2 separate regions of the Mus musculus genome follow, and region 1 is linked to region 2. The links are chromatin contacts, called in public HiCAR-type maps. All regions are on one chromosome and are shown on one strand. Each heading gives the region's core, a stretch centred on a gene start, on an enhancer-like site or on the middle of the called end of the contact. The rest is flanking DNA. Distances are from core to core; before and after follow the strand shown. Region 1 holds the start of Hspa5 (heat shock protein 5). Region 2 holds the start of Cdk9 (cyclin-dependent kinase 9 (CDC2-related kinase)).

The links. HiCAR-type assays count read pairs that join an accessible place to other places.
Region 1: a HiCAR-type map of astrocytes shows a contact between it and region 2, with 4 times the contacts expected there. The contact joins the promoter of Hspa5 here to the promoter of Cdk9 in region 2. A contact is called at or near these places in 1 of 484 Hi-C or Micro-C datasets (B cells), 1 of 115 datasets of contacts at active chromatin or transcription factors (astrocytes) and 1 of 9 other capture datasets (liver).

What each region holds. Positions count from the first base shown.
Region 1 is chr2:34,767,710-34,774,021 of GRCm38.p6, reverse strand. It overlaps Hspa5 (heat shock protein 5), which reads right to left and starts at 1,932. Exons shown (of 9, transcript NM_001163434.1): 1 at 1,876-1,932; 2 at 1,576-1,793; 3 at 1,232-1,463; 4 at 715-852; 5 at 89-201. The coding sequence starts at 1,700.
Region 2 is chr2:32,708,861-32,715,594 of GRCm38.p6, reverse strand. It overlaps Cdk9 (cyclin-dependent kinase 9 (CDC2-related kinase)), which reads left to right and starts at 2,811. Exons shown (of 7, transcript NM_130860.3): 1 at 2,811-3,030; 2 at 3,483-3,564; 3 at 5,028-5,118; 4 at 5,386-5,552; 5 at 5,651-5,822; 6 at 5,980-6,128. The coding sequence starts at 2,939. It overlaps Mir2861 (microRNA 2861), which reads left to right and starts at 2,707; the gene lies at 2,707-2,788. It overlaps Mir3960 (microRNA 3960), which reads left to right and starts at 2,623; the gene lies at 2,623-2,695. It overlaps Gm33457 (a long non-coding RNA gene), which reads right to left and starts at 2,285. Exons shown (of 2, transcript XR_001783272.2): 1 at 846-2,285.

The sequences.
Region 1 (6,312 bases), core at 683-3,182, 2.1 Mb before region 2:
GGATGAAGAGGAGGGAAGAAAGCTTGGTCAGGGGTTCATATTTCCCCCCCACTTGGGAATATGGTAGAGCTCTGAGTCCCATACTTACGGCTCATTGATGATCCTCATGACATTCAGTCCAGCAATAGTGCCAGCATCTTTGGTTGCTTGTCGCTGGGCATCATTGAAGTAAGCTGGTACAGTAACAACTGCATGGGTAACCTAGAAGGACAACCGTGCAATCATACTTAAAGATGATTGAAGTACATGGTGTTCTCACTTCTGTCACTCTTATCAACTAGTCAAGCCACAACAGTTTCTAAGTCAGTTTACTGCTATATCATACGCTTTTGTCATTAGAATTAAGCAGTGGTAACTCATAAAGGCTGACTAGCATATACCTTGACCTCCCACAAAACACTAAATCACTAAAAGTTAAGATTGAAAGGTTTCTGGGGCTGGTGAGATGGCTCGGCAGGTAAGGGCACTGACTGCTCTTCCGAAGGTCCTGAGTTCAAATCCCAGCAACCACATGGTGGCTCACAACCACCCATAATGAGATCTGACACTCTCTTCTGGTGTGTCTGAAGTCAGCTACAGTGAAATTATGTATAATAATAAATAAATCTTTAAAAAAAAATTGAAAGGTTTCAAACCATGAAGGCTTCCCTACACAAGTCATCGAGGGGGAGCAACAGCAATCAAACACTCAACACTGTTTCACACGTTATTCACCTTCTTTCCCAAATACGCCTCAGCAGTCTCCTTCATTTTAGTGAGAACCATGGCAGAAATTTCTTCTGGGGCAAATGTCTTGGTTTGCCCACCTCCAATATCAACTTGAATGTACGGTTTAGTTTTCTTTTCAACCACCTATGGCATAAAGTAATTTAAAGGTAATTTTTCCGAAGAGGAAACAATGACACCACAAACGATTTAAAAAAAAAAATCCATTTCCTCCCTCCCATAGCTTGATTCATCTCTGTCCCTTAGGGGGAAATCACAACTAAAACTGAGCACAGCTGTATTGTAGATAGATCGACAGTTTTAGTCTGTTTCAACTTCTAGACATTGTTAACAGTGTGTCATGTTTTATAACACACTAAAAACGACTAGATGTAAAACCGTTACATAAATTCCGAACACATTCTTTTAAGTCCTTTGAACAGTGTTTTTGGCCAAGTGGCAACCCCTAAATACTCCTATCACCCCAGCCGCCCCATTAGCATGAGAAAAAAAAAACGGGTCCGACCTTGAATGGCAAGAACTTGATGTCCTGCTGCACCGAAGGGTCATTCCAAGTGCGTCCGATGAGGCGCTTGGCATCGAAGACCGTGTTCTCGGGGTTGGACGTGAGTTGGTTCTTGGCCGCATCGCCAATCAGACGCTCCCCTTCAGGAGTGAAGGCCACATACGACGGCGTGATGCGGTTGCCCTGATCGTTGGCTATGATCTCCACGCGGCCGTTCTTGAACACACCGACGCTGACGGGGAAACCCCACAGAAAAGGAATCAGCACCTCACTTTCTCACGCTGGCCCCGGAGGCCACGCCCCACTCCTCCCCACCCCCTCCTCCTTCGACGGATACCACTTACCAGGAATAGGTGGTCCCCAAGTCGATGCCGACCACCGTGCCCACATCCTCCTTCTTGTCCTCCTCCTCGGCCCGCACCGCGCCCAGCAGCAGCAACGCCGCCGCCACCACAGTGAACTTCATCATGCCGGCGCTGAGGACCAGTCGCTCAGCAGTCAGGCAGGAGTCTTAGGAGTCCAGCAACAGGCTGTGGCCCCGAAACGCGACGACGGTTCTGGTCTGAGGGCGACAGGGGCCTCGGGGTCAGGAGGAGACACGAAGCAGACTCGGAGCAGGCCTAGCAGCAGGCCGCGGCGCTTACCTCACACACACGCAGAAGCCCAAGTGTCCAGGTCAGTGTTGTCTCGGCCAGTATCGAGCGCGCCGTCGCCGACTCGCCTTATATACCCTCCCCACAGCCCCGTCGTGGAGGCCTCCGATTGGTGAAGTCGCTACTCGTTGGAGGCCGCTGATTGGTCCATGCCACCAAGCTGGCTGCTGCCGATTCGAAGCGGCCTCCTCCGCAACTCACGTCATTGCTACGCCCCCCGGGCTGACTCATTGGCTACTGGTCATTCTTAACGGCCACCAATGAGAGGCAGCATCCGCCCTGAGCGCTGGTCCTATTGGTTCAGCAGCTGCCTGTCCTTCGGGTGACCTCTCACCCCGAGACCGTTTCCGCCGGTAACCGTTCAGGTCCTCCCCTCACGCCAGGCCCCCGGGGACTGGAGTGGGGTCTGCGTGTCAGTTCCCTCGGGGTCTCCTTTTCTGTCTCTCACTCTGAAGAAGTACGCGGCCTTTCTCCTCCTCGATTCCCCGCGTCCTGAGCTGCCCGGCCTCAGCTGTGATCGCCCTCCCCAGCCTCCACACGTTCTCGGATGTCCCAGAGTCCAGGCCCTGTTACTCGCCCGGCCTGCACGTCTCGAGCTGGGGCCTGATCTGGATTCTGCCTCGCTGAGAATCCTGGTGCTTCTCAGCTAACCGTGTTTCTCCTTCACCCCAAGGCTAGCCGTATGTGTCTTTCCAGGCCTTTCGAATCTTCCCTTTGCCGGGGTTAAGTCCCAGGATTGGCCTGGCCAATTGTAACCTATTCCCTTTCTCCGCCGCGGAGATTCAGTACTATGGTCAAACGAGCACTTTCCACCATGAGATGTATCTTTTCTTCTCTCTCTCTCTCTCTCTCTCTCTCTCTCTCTCTCTCGTAGCGCCTTATTGTTCGCTAACCTGTTCTAGCATAGCATTTCCATTTATGACACTGGTTATTATTTATAAGTCCTTCCTCTTTCCCTCTTCCTTCTTGACACCACCCTATTCGACTCTTGGAATAGGGCTGATAATGCTAAAGACGTTTAGCAGACAAAAAAGTCTTGCTGATGCTTTACTCTTTTATAATAGTATGTTGGGGGACAAACAAAACAAGTTACTACTTGAGCTTATTATGTACTTCATTGTTTTGTTTTATGTATTTTGAGAGGCATTGTACACAGGCCCAAGCTGGTCTATAACTACTGATCCTCCTATGTGTTTTCCATGTGTCATTTATTCATATTCAAGTCTTGGTACATTTTTCCCATTTTCCAGAAGAGACCATTGAGACCAAGAGCGATTAAATAGCTAGAATGGTCGATTGATAAGTGCTGAGAATATAGTTAATAACCCGGTTGATTTTACTCCATAATTTATACTATTGATTCCCACCACCACCACCCTTTTTTGTTGTTTAAAGACAAATTTCATGCACCCCCAGTCTTCAAACTGTGTAGCAAATGACTTTGAACTTCTGTTTCTTCTATCTATACCTCCCAAGTGCTGAGAACTTCAGGCATAGGCATGTACTACCATGGGACTTGCATCTATGCATGCTACACAACTGACATCTGTCTCCAGGCCTGGAGCTCAACATGTCCACCAGGCTGGCCTTGAACTCTCAGGTCCACCATCTCTGCACCCCAAGTCCTTATAGACATGCTTATGAAGGCTACTTGGGCCATTTATTACAGGCAGGAAATGACTCCAGTATTCCTATTAAATGTATTCTGAGCTTCATAAGTACACTGTGCAAATACTACTAAAACATCACACGCACAGTCACTAAAATGTTGAGCCTATGAATCAGTGTTCAGGAATTTTTTTCCTTTCTCATTCCTCAAAGATTAGTGACTCAGTCAACTCCATCCTTGCTATAGAAGTTGCATCACACAGCTCTTTCAGTCAGGCTTGTAATACTGTCATAACATTGATCTTCCTTTGGGTTGCATCAGACTAGTATTAAGATAGAATCACTAAGCCCAATCTACTGGTGCACACCTTTAGTCTCAGCACGTAGGAGGCAGAAGCAGGGGATCTCTCTGAGTTAGAGGCCAGCCTGGTTAGTACAAAGACAGCCAAGGCTACATGTTGAGACCCTACCTCAAAGGGGGGAAAAATGGAAATCACTACTTGACCACATTACAACTTCATGTCATTTCAAGCTTGTCTGTATATATATTACAGCAGTCAGTTTACACTAAAATCAAATTTCAGTTTCATCCTGTCTCTCTTTTTTTTTAAAAAAGATTTATTTATTTATTTTATGTAAGTACACTGTAGGCTGTCTTCAGACACCCCAGAAGAGGGCATCAGATCTCATTACAGATGGTTGTGAGCCACCATGTGGTTGCTGGGATTTGAACTCAGGACCTTTGGAAGAGCAATCAGTGCTCATAACTACTAAACCATCTCTCCAGCCCTCATTCTGTCTCTTGATTAATGGAGGAAATGCTTACAACTAATTTTTCTAACATTTAGAAACTTGATGCCTAAGCCCAACCTAGTGTCACAGGCCTGTAGCCCCAGTATTCAAGAGTCTGAGGCAAGAGGATCACAAATTCTATGTGTAACTGAACTACAGAGTGAATTCAAGGTCAGCCTGGGAAATTTAGTGAAAACCTTGTTCAAAAGTAAAATACAGCTCTATTCTCAATCTCTAGTCTATGTCTGTCTCTGGCTCTCTCTTACACACACACACAGAGTATCTTACTAACTTAAGTTTGGGTTAGGTTCAGATGGGCTCTTGTAGACCAGGCTTACCTCTAGTACTCCACGTAGTTAAGGCTAGCCCTGAACTTTTTAATCTTCCTGCCGCACCCCCAAAATGCTAGGTTTGGAAGTATGTCACCAAGTTAGACTATCTGATCAACTTCTAGAGAGTTAAGTGTTTCAGTGGCTATAGTATCATTTTCTTTCTTCTTTTTTTGAGACTGGATATTGCTAGGTATGCATACTACATATTCCTTACTGGCCTGGAACTTTCTATATAGATGTAGCTGGTCTTGAACTCACAAAGAACCCCCTGCCTTTACCTTCCCAGCTGCTGAGATTAAATTCATGAGCCACCATATCTATCTCCTTTAAAATTCAAACCAAATTGAGCTAGAAAGATGTTCAGTGGTTCAATGGCTGTTCTTTCAGAGGACCCAGGTTTGATTCTAAGCACCCACATGGCATCTCAGAACCATCGGTAACTCCAGTTCCAGGGGATCCAATACCACCTTCTGGCTTCTGCAGGCACACATGTGATGCACAGATACACATGCAAGCAAATACTCATACACAAAATATTATTTTTAAAAATATATATATACACACACAATTTAATATTGAATTGACTATATATTAAATTGTGTGTGTGTGTGTATGTGCATAAATATTGAAACCAGGTGTGGTGGCACAGGCCATTAATCCCAAGATTCAGAAAACAAAGGCTAGCTTGGTCTTTTTAGATTGACTTCCAGGCTAGCCAGGCTACATAGTGAGATCCAATTTCAAAAATAAAGAAAATTCATCCTGACAGATGGCTCAGGGGCTAAGAGCACCGACTGCTCCTCCACAGGCCCTGAGTTCGATTCCCATCAACCACTTCTTGCCTGGCATGGTGGCACACGCCATTGATCTCAGCACATGGGAGGCTGAGGCAGGTGGATTTTTGAGTTCGAGGCCAGCCTGGTCTACTGAGTGAGTTCCAGGATAGCCAGGGCTATACAGAGAAATCCTGTCTCCAAAAAATAAAAAAAATAATAAAATTCAAGTATTTTATATATTCTGTAGCACATATTACAACATATTGTAAGGCACAATCATTGTGGCATTAAATAGGTAAGTACACAGGTAGAAGTTATTTGCTAAATGCTAAAGGCGTTAAAAATTAGCCACTAGGAACAGTGTATGCTCTTTCTTTACTGTTTTGTTTTGAAGACAGGTTACTCTATACAGCGCTGGCTGCCCAGGGATTTACTCTGTGGACCAGGCTAGCCTCGAACTCAGAGATCCACCTGCCTCTTCGTCCTGACTACTGAAACTAAAGGCATGTGCCACCACCATCTAGCTGCTGTTTTGATTTTGTTTTTGTTTTTGTTTTTTTGTTTTTCGAGACAGGGTTTCTCTGTGTAGCCCTGGCTGTCCTGGAACTCACTCTGTAGACCAGGCTAGCCTCGAACTCAGAAATCTGCCTGCCTCTGCCTCCCAAGTGCTGGGATTTAAGGCGTGCGCCACCACACCCGCCTTGCTGTTTTGATTTTTAAGACAGGAGCTCTCTATGTAGCTCTTGCTGTTTTGGAGCTCCCTATGTAAACTATGCAGGATTAAAACTCACAGAATCCTCCTGCTTCTGCCTCCATCCTGAGTGCCGAGATTGAAAGTGTTTGTCACCATGCTCAGCTTTCTTTTCATACGGAAGCATTTTCCCACCATGTTTTAAAACTTAGGAACTGGGCTGGAGAAA
Region 2 (6,734 bases), core at 1,562-4,061:
GAGTGCTGGGATTAAATGTGTGGGCCATACCTGGCTTTATTTTTTCGTTTTTTTAGACCAGGTCTCACAGAGACTCTAAACTGGCTTTGAACTTACTCTCTAGCCCAGACAAGCCCTAGACTTTGAACTTTCCTGTTTCAGTTTCTTTAGTAGCTGGGATTCCAGTTGTCTGCCACCAGGCTTGGCTTCCGTAGCTGTTAAATGGCCATACACCAGACCCTCTTGAGGGTGTGTCATCAGCCAGCCAGTCAGCAGGTGTTGACAGAGGCTGAGTCACATGCTGGGCCTTGGTGGTTTGGGCAATCCACAGGAAGCAGGCATTATTTGCAGCCAACAAAGCGGTAGCCAAAGTGGATTCGAAAGGCTAGTCCCCCTCTCTAGTCCCCTCCTGGATTTACCAGTGGTGGAGAACCCGGACTTCAGAACTGGGCAGCCTTACAAAGCCTCCAGACCACCACTGCTTCCCTGTGGAGAGCTGAGGGCCCATGACTCTGAGGAAGTGACTGGAAGATGTCAGGGCTCTGGTTGGGGCCAGAGGTGACAACATCACAGGAAACCCTGCTAAAGCCTCTCTGCCCACAGGATGTGACTTAGGGAGGGCTCATGAGAAACAGGCACCAGCTACGGCTTAAAACTCCACATAAGCCCTGCAAAGTCCTCGGCCCTCAGTGCTACTGTTACCTGCCACACCTCCTCACCCCCCCCCCACTACTCCTCACACACACCCCCGGGGGCAGTGAGTGCCAGGTGAGATCACTCCCAAGTTTTGTCACGCTTTCATGCTGAGCCCAGATTGGGAGGGGCCTTGACATAGGAGGACTGTTGGGAGTTTATGCCAAACTTACCTGGTTCAAAGCTAGTGTGGCCACTGACTGGCAGTGTGACCATGGCCCAGTCATCTCACCTCTGAGTGTCAGGGTCGTTATGTACAGTGGAGGGAAGAGCAGTGCTCCGTGAATAACTGATAATAGAAATAACTCCTGTGCAGGGCTAAAGGGAGGACTTAGCCACATCCTGTCATCATAATTAATGCACGTACTCTCTCCTTACCCCTGGTGGCATCCCCCCACCACCACTTCTTGTTTCAGGTAAGCAGTGTATCCAGGAAGGTAGGCTCTGGGTCATATGGCTTGATCTCCTTTAAAGCCCTGGCTCTATGGAGGGTCTTGAAAAATCTTGCTGCCAGGACCCTTCTCATAGTAGGTACTCTGGGGCTCCAGGGTCCCCGAAACCAGTCCTCCTTCCAAGAATCTTCAAGCCCAGACAATGTGGGATAAACCTGGAAAGCACTGCTGGACACAGTGATACGGTGAGTTGGGAGGGATGCCTGGAGTTCAAAGGTCAGCCTAGACTACTGTGTGAGCACCAGACCAGCCACGACTTGTCTCCATCAAACAAGAGGGGGAAGCAAACGGGAAGCCTGCAGCTGACCCTGGAGAGTGGGGTGGCAACTCTGAAGACAGGAGGGATTGGGAAACTGAAACAGAAGGGAGCTTGTAGGACCACAGACCAGGAGGTAAACGCTGGAAAAATCGGCCATGATCAGCTCAGAATTTCAAGACAGTAGAGGAAGACAGAACAGACTTCAGACTCTCCTCTCTGTCTCTCTGTGTTATTGTTGTTTTTCCTGGCTGTCCTGGAACTGGCTCTGTAGACCAGGCTGGCCTGGAACTCAGAAATCCATCTGCCTCTGCCAAGTGCTGGGATTAAAGGCGTGCGCCATCAAGGCCCGGCTCACGCCCATTTCAAAAGCATCAGGAGTGCCGGCTCAATGTTAACAGTTTTGGGGATGATTGACTCTGGACAGACCAGCTTTGGCGCGGCTCTGTGAAGGAAGGTTGTAGTAGATCCATCCTGACAACACAAGATCCAAGGGTTTAGGCCTGAGCGTTGATCGCTCACCGCCCACAGTGTCGCCGCGCCCCCTGGCGGCCGTCAGTTGCCATGTCAACGGCGGGTGGCTGAGACGACGGAGGCGGCAGCGGGGGCAGTTCTCTCTTCCCCTGGCCTCAAGGCCGCTCCCACGGCACCTCCTGCCTTCGCCTCACCGGGAGCACACTCCCGGTCCTGGAAGAAGGGCCATTCTGTAGCAGCTGGCATTCGGGGGATAAACTGAGGCACGCAGGAGGGAGCCGCAGGCAGGTGTCTAGTGCGGAGCCCCACCTCCAAAGGCAGAGGAGGGGCTGCGAGCAGTGACGCGCCGAGGGCGGACGCTGGACTGGGAGCGGGAGGGCGGGAGGCGGCGGCGGCAGGTGCGGCTGCGAAGGGTGGGAGGAGGAGGGAGGGGGTGGGCGGAGGGGGAGGGGAGGCCAGGACGGGCACCTCCCCCTTTATAACGCGCCCCCTCCCGGGCTTTCGGGCCGCCTCCTCGTCTGCTCTGCCTATCTCGCCCCCTTGCCCTGCCGCCCCGGGCCGGGCTTGGCCAGGGAGCCTCCGCCCCCAGGCCTTCCCCCCACCACCACCCGCCGCCCCGCGCAGCCCGGCGGAGGCGGCGCCGTCGGAGGAGGAGGAGCAGGGCACTGCGGCTGGCCCCGGATCGGGAGCCAGAGCGGCAGCAGCTTCGGCAGCAGCACGGCCCGGGCCAATGCAGCGGGACGCACCGCCGCGAGCCCCAGCCCCAGCGCCACGGCTTCCTGCGCCCCCGATCGGGGCCGCCAACAGCGCTGGCGGCGGCGGCGGAGGCGGGGGCAGTGGCGGCGGCGGAGGCTCCTCTGCAGCTCCGGCTCCCCCTGGCCTCCCGGGAACTACAAGTCCCAGGGGGCCTGGCGGCGGGCGGAGACCGGAAGAGGCGGGCTCGGCACCTCGAGGCCGGAAGTGGCCGTGGAGGCGGAAGTGGCGCGGCCGCGGAGGGGCCTGGAGTGTGGCGGGACCGGGAGCGGCGGGAGCTGCGGCTGGGGGCGGCGGCGGCGGCGGCGGCGGAGGCGCGCTGGAGGTGGCCATGGCCAAGCAGTACGACTCGGTGGAATGCCCGTTCTGCGATGAGGTCACCAAGTACGAGAAACTTGCCAAGATCGGCCAAGGCACATTCGGGTAAGATTAGGCCGCGTGGGACCGCGAGCCCGGGACCTGCACTTTCCAGGGCCGACGTCGGGTCGCCCAGAGCCCGGGCCGAGGTGGTCCGGAAGCTTCTGTTTTCGTGGCTGTTGCCCGGTCTTGCTCGGCCGCGGCGCAGACGTTCCCGGCCCAACCGAGCCGACTGGCGGGGAGGAGCCTGGGGCCCGTGATGGGGGTTGGGTAGGGTTGCTGAGAGCCACTCCGAATGTGAGCGGCCACCTCTAGGGGAGGAGTAGGGGCTGAGTAGGAGTAAGCAGAGGCCGGGAGGAGGACGGAAGACACGCGGTGTGGAATGACCGCGTCCCGGATCCGAGGCCGCACCCCGCCCGCCGTGGGTCTGGGCTCCTGCTGCTCCCCTTCGCGCGGGGGAGGGGCACTCCCTGCGGAAATGCCTTATGGGTCCCTTGGGTCTTTCTCTGTGCCTGCAGGGAAGTCTTTAAAGCCAAGCACCGTCAGACGGGCCAGAAGGTGGCTCTGAAGAAAGTGTTGATGGAGAATGAGAAGGAGGGGGTGAGTATATGGACCACTGGGCCGACCTTCTTCTAACCTGGCTGGGTTTCCACACCGCTACTTCAAAGGGTTTTGTGCTGAGATTCGACCTAGTGTTTTTCGGTTTTCCATGGAACAAGGAATTTGGCTTTCCATTTACACTGTTGAGCTTTAGTGGCAGAGTTCTGTGGGAGCCACGGGAGGGAGCCTGTGCTTTTCCCATGGAGTGCAGGTTGACTCTAGAAAACTTTCAGCTTAGCTTGGCGTTGAATTTTGTTTTGTATGAAGAGACCATTTGTGCACAAGCCGTTTAAAAGGCCGCTGAGCTTAAGGTGATGTTCTGAAAGGTGTTGTTTCCATCAGCCTCAGCAGCATTGCCTTTGTAAGGAAAATGCTGTTTGTCTTACTTTGCGTCTATAGGGTCTTCTGTTTTCTGGCATGTCTGTGTACAGCACTATTCTCCAGTACCTGGGTACCTGAGGAAGCCAGAAAGGTGTGCCAGGTTGCCTTGGATCATTTGGGACAAAAGATCCACTGTGTGGGTGCTGGGAATTGAACCTGGGTCCTGGGGGAGGATAGCCAGTGCTGTGGTGTGTGTGTTTCCCTGAAACAGGGACTCTATGTTTTGTTTGACACAAAATCTCTCTGTAGCCCCAACTGTCCTGGAACTCACTGTTTGGTCCAGGCTGTTCTCAGACTCACAGAGGATCAACTGCCTGTGTTTCCTGACTGCTGGAAATAAAGGGCTGGACTGCCACACGTGACCATAGCCAGTTTCCTTAACCATTCAACTATCTCCATTCCCAGGAAATTTCTTGATCTTTTTGGTTTTTTTGAGACAGGGTTTCTCTGTGTAGCCCTGGCTGACCTGGAACTCACTTTGTAGACTAGGCTGGCCTTGAACTCAGAAATCCACCTGCCTCTGCCTCCCAAGTGCTGGGATTAAAGGCGTGCGCCACCACTGCCCCACAAATTTCTTGATCTTAACTCACAAGTGTTAGTGACAAAATGTTTATCCTTATTTGGGTTGTCTAAAATAAATTCCCAGTCTGGAGTAAAGGGTTGTGATTATAATCCCAGCACTTATGAGACTGGGGAAAAAAGATGGTTCATAAACAAGTTCAAGGCCACCATTATCTAGATGGCAACATTTAGCAGCTCCTTGAGATATGTGTGTGTTTGCACTTATTTTATATTTTGCAAAGGCTAGCTACAGATAAATATAGATATATCTTCCCCTCTCCCTTCTTTTTGAATCAGGAGCTCAACTAAGCAGTCTGGCCTTGAACTTGGTGGTTCTGATGTCTCTGTCTCCTGATACGAGAATTGGATTCCAGATAGGAACCATCACACAGGAACGATTCTCTCGCCTGTCTTTCAACCTCTGTCCCTCAGTATAGACCCCAAACACACCCCCACCCCACCCACAGTTCCTCCGTCTGTTGTGCTCTCAATTTTGACCACTTCCTCTTTCTCCTCCCTAGTTCCCCATCACAGCCTTGAGGGAAATCAAGATTCTACAGCTCCTAAAACATGAGAATGTGGTGAACCTAATTGAGATTTGTCGGACCAAAGGTGTGTTGCTTGCCTCAGGAGAAAAGGGGGGTTTGAGACAAGGTTTCTCTGTGTAACCCTGGCTGTCCTGGACCTTGCGCCATAGACCAGGCTGGCCTCACACTTAGAGGTCCACCTGCCTCTGCCTCCCGAGTGCCGGCCCCCCATCTTCTCTGGTCTTGTTTGGAGTTGGGTGTCTGTGGGTTGGAGGGCTGGGAGTTGGCTGTGGAAAATGAGGTGGATGCAGGTTTTTATTTTTTATTTTTCTCTCTGCCCCTTCTGTATCAGCCTCACCGTATAACCGCTGCAAGGGCAGCATCTATCTGGTGTTTGACTTCTGTGAGCATGACCTTGCTGGGCTGCTGAGCAACGTCTTAGTCAAGTTCACGTTGTCTGAGATCAAGAGAGTGATGCAGATGCTGCTGAACGGCCTCTACTACATCCACAGGAACAAGGTGGGGCAGAATGGGGCTTCTCTGCTCTTGACTGCTGTGTAGGCCAGGCTCCAGGATGCTATGAAACCTGACTGAGCTCTTGTGTGTCCTCCCTTCAGATCCTGCACAGGGACATGAAGGCTGCGAATGTGCTCATTACCCGGGATGGGGTCCTGAAGCTGGCAGATTTTGGGCTGGCCCGTGCCTTCAGCCTAGCTAAGAATAGCCAGCCCAACCGATACACCAACCGTGTGGTGACATTGTGGTACCGGCCTCCGGAGCTGCTGCTCGGTGAGGACTCCCGAGCGGGCAGAGGGGGGCAGGGGCCGGGTGCCTACCTGGCCACAGCCCCCATTGCCTGGGGCCTTTTGAGCCATCAGCTCTGGGACGTGGAGTCTCAGGAGGCCCTTGGGCTTAAGAGGCACTCCCGGTACCCTCTTCTTCTCAGGAGAGCGGGACTACGGCCCGCCCATTGACCTTTGGGGTGCTGGGTGCATCATGGCAGAGATGTGGACTCGTAGCCCTATCATGCAGGGTAACACAGAGCAGCACCAGCTCGCCCTCATCAGCCAGCTCTGTGGCTCCATCACCCCAGAGGTGAGTAACCGAACTGGGTGTTCCTGGGGGATGCAGAGACCCAGGGCCTCTGGCCAGTAGTGGAGAGTGGAGTCCTTCTGTAGAGGAAGCTGATTGCTGCAGGCCAGGCTTACTGTTCAGTTTGTTTGTTTGTTTGTTTGTTTGGGTTTTTGGTTTGGTTTGGTTTGGTTTGGTTTTTTGAGACAGGGTTTCTCTGCGTAGCCCTGGCTGTCCTGGAACTCACTCTGTAGGCCAGGCTGGCCTCGAACTCAGAAATCTACCTGCCTCTGCCTCCCAAGTGCTGGGATTAAAGGCGTGTGCCACCACGCCTGGCATGGTGCTTACCACTCTTAATGTTGGTTGTATGAGCTCTCTGTTGCCGAGACAAAGTAAGTACATGAGAAAAACAAAAGCGCCAAGAGTTGCTTTTGTTCAGAAAAACAGAGAGGTTGTTTAGCCTTTGCTTTGGTGCAGAGATGCTGCTAAATGTCATAGTAGAGAGTCCACTGGAGAGAGGGTGTGGCCATGGCAGGGAGGGAGCAGAAGAGCAGGGTCCAGTGTGTAGCTCCAGTGGTGGCCCACTCAACCCCAGAGGCTTCAGCACACATTCAGCAGGCCTCATGGTTC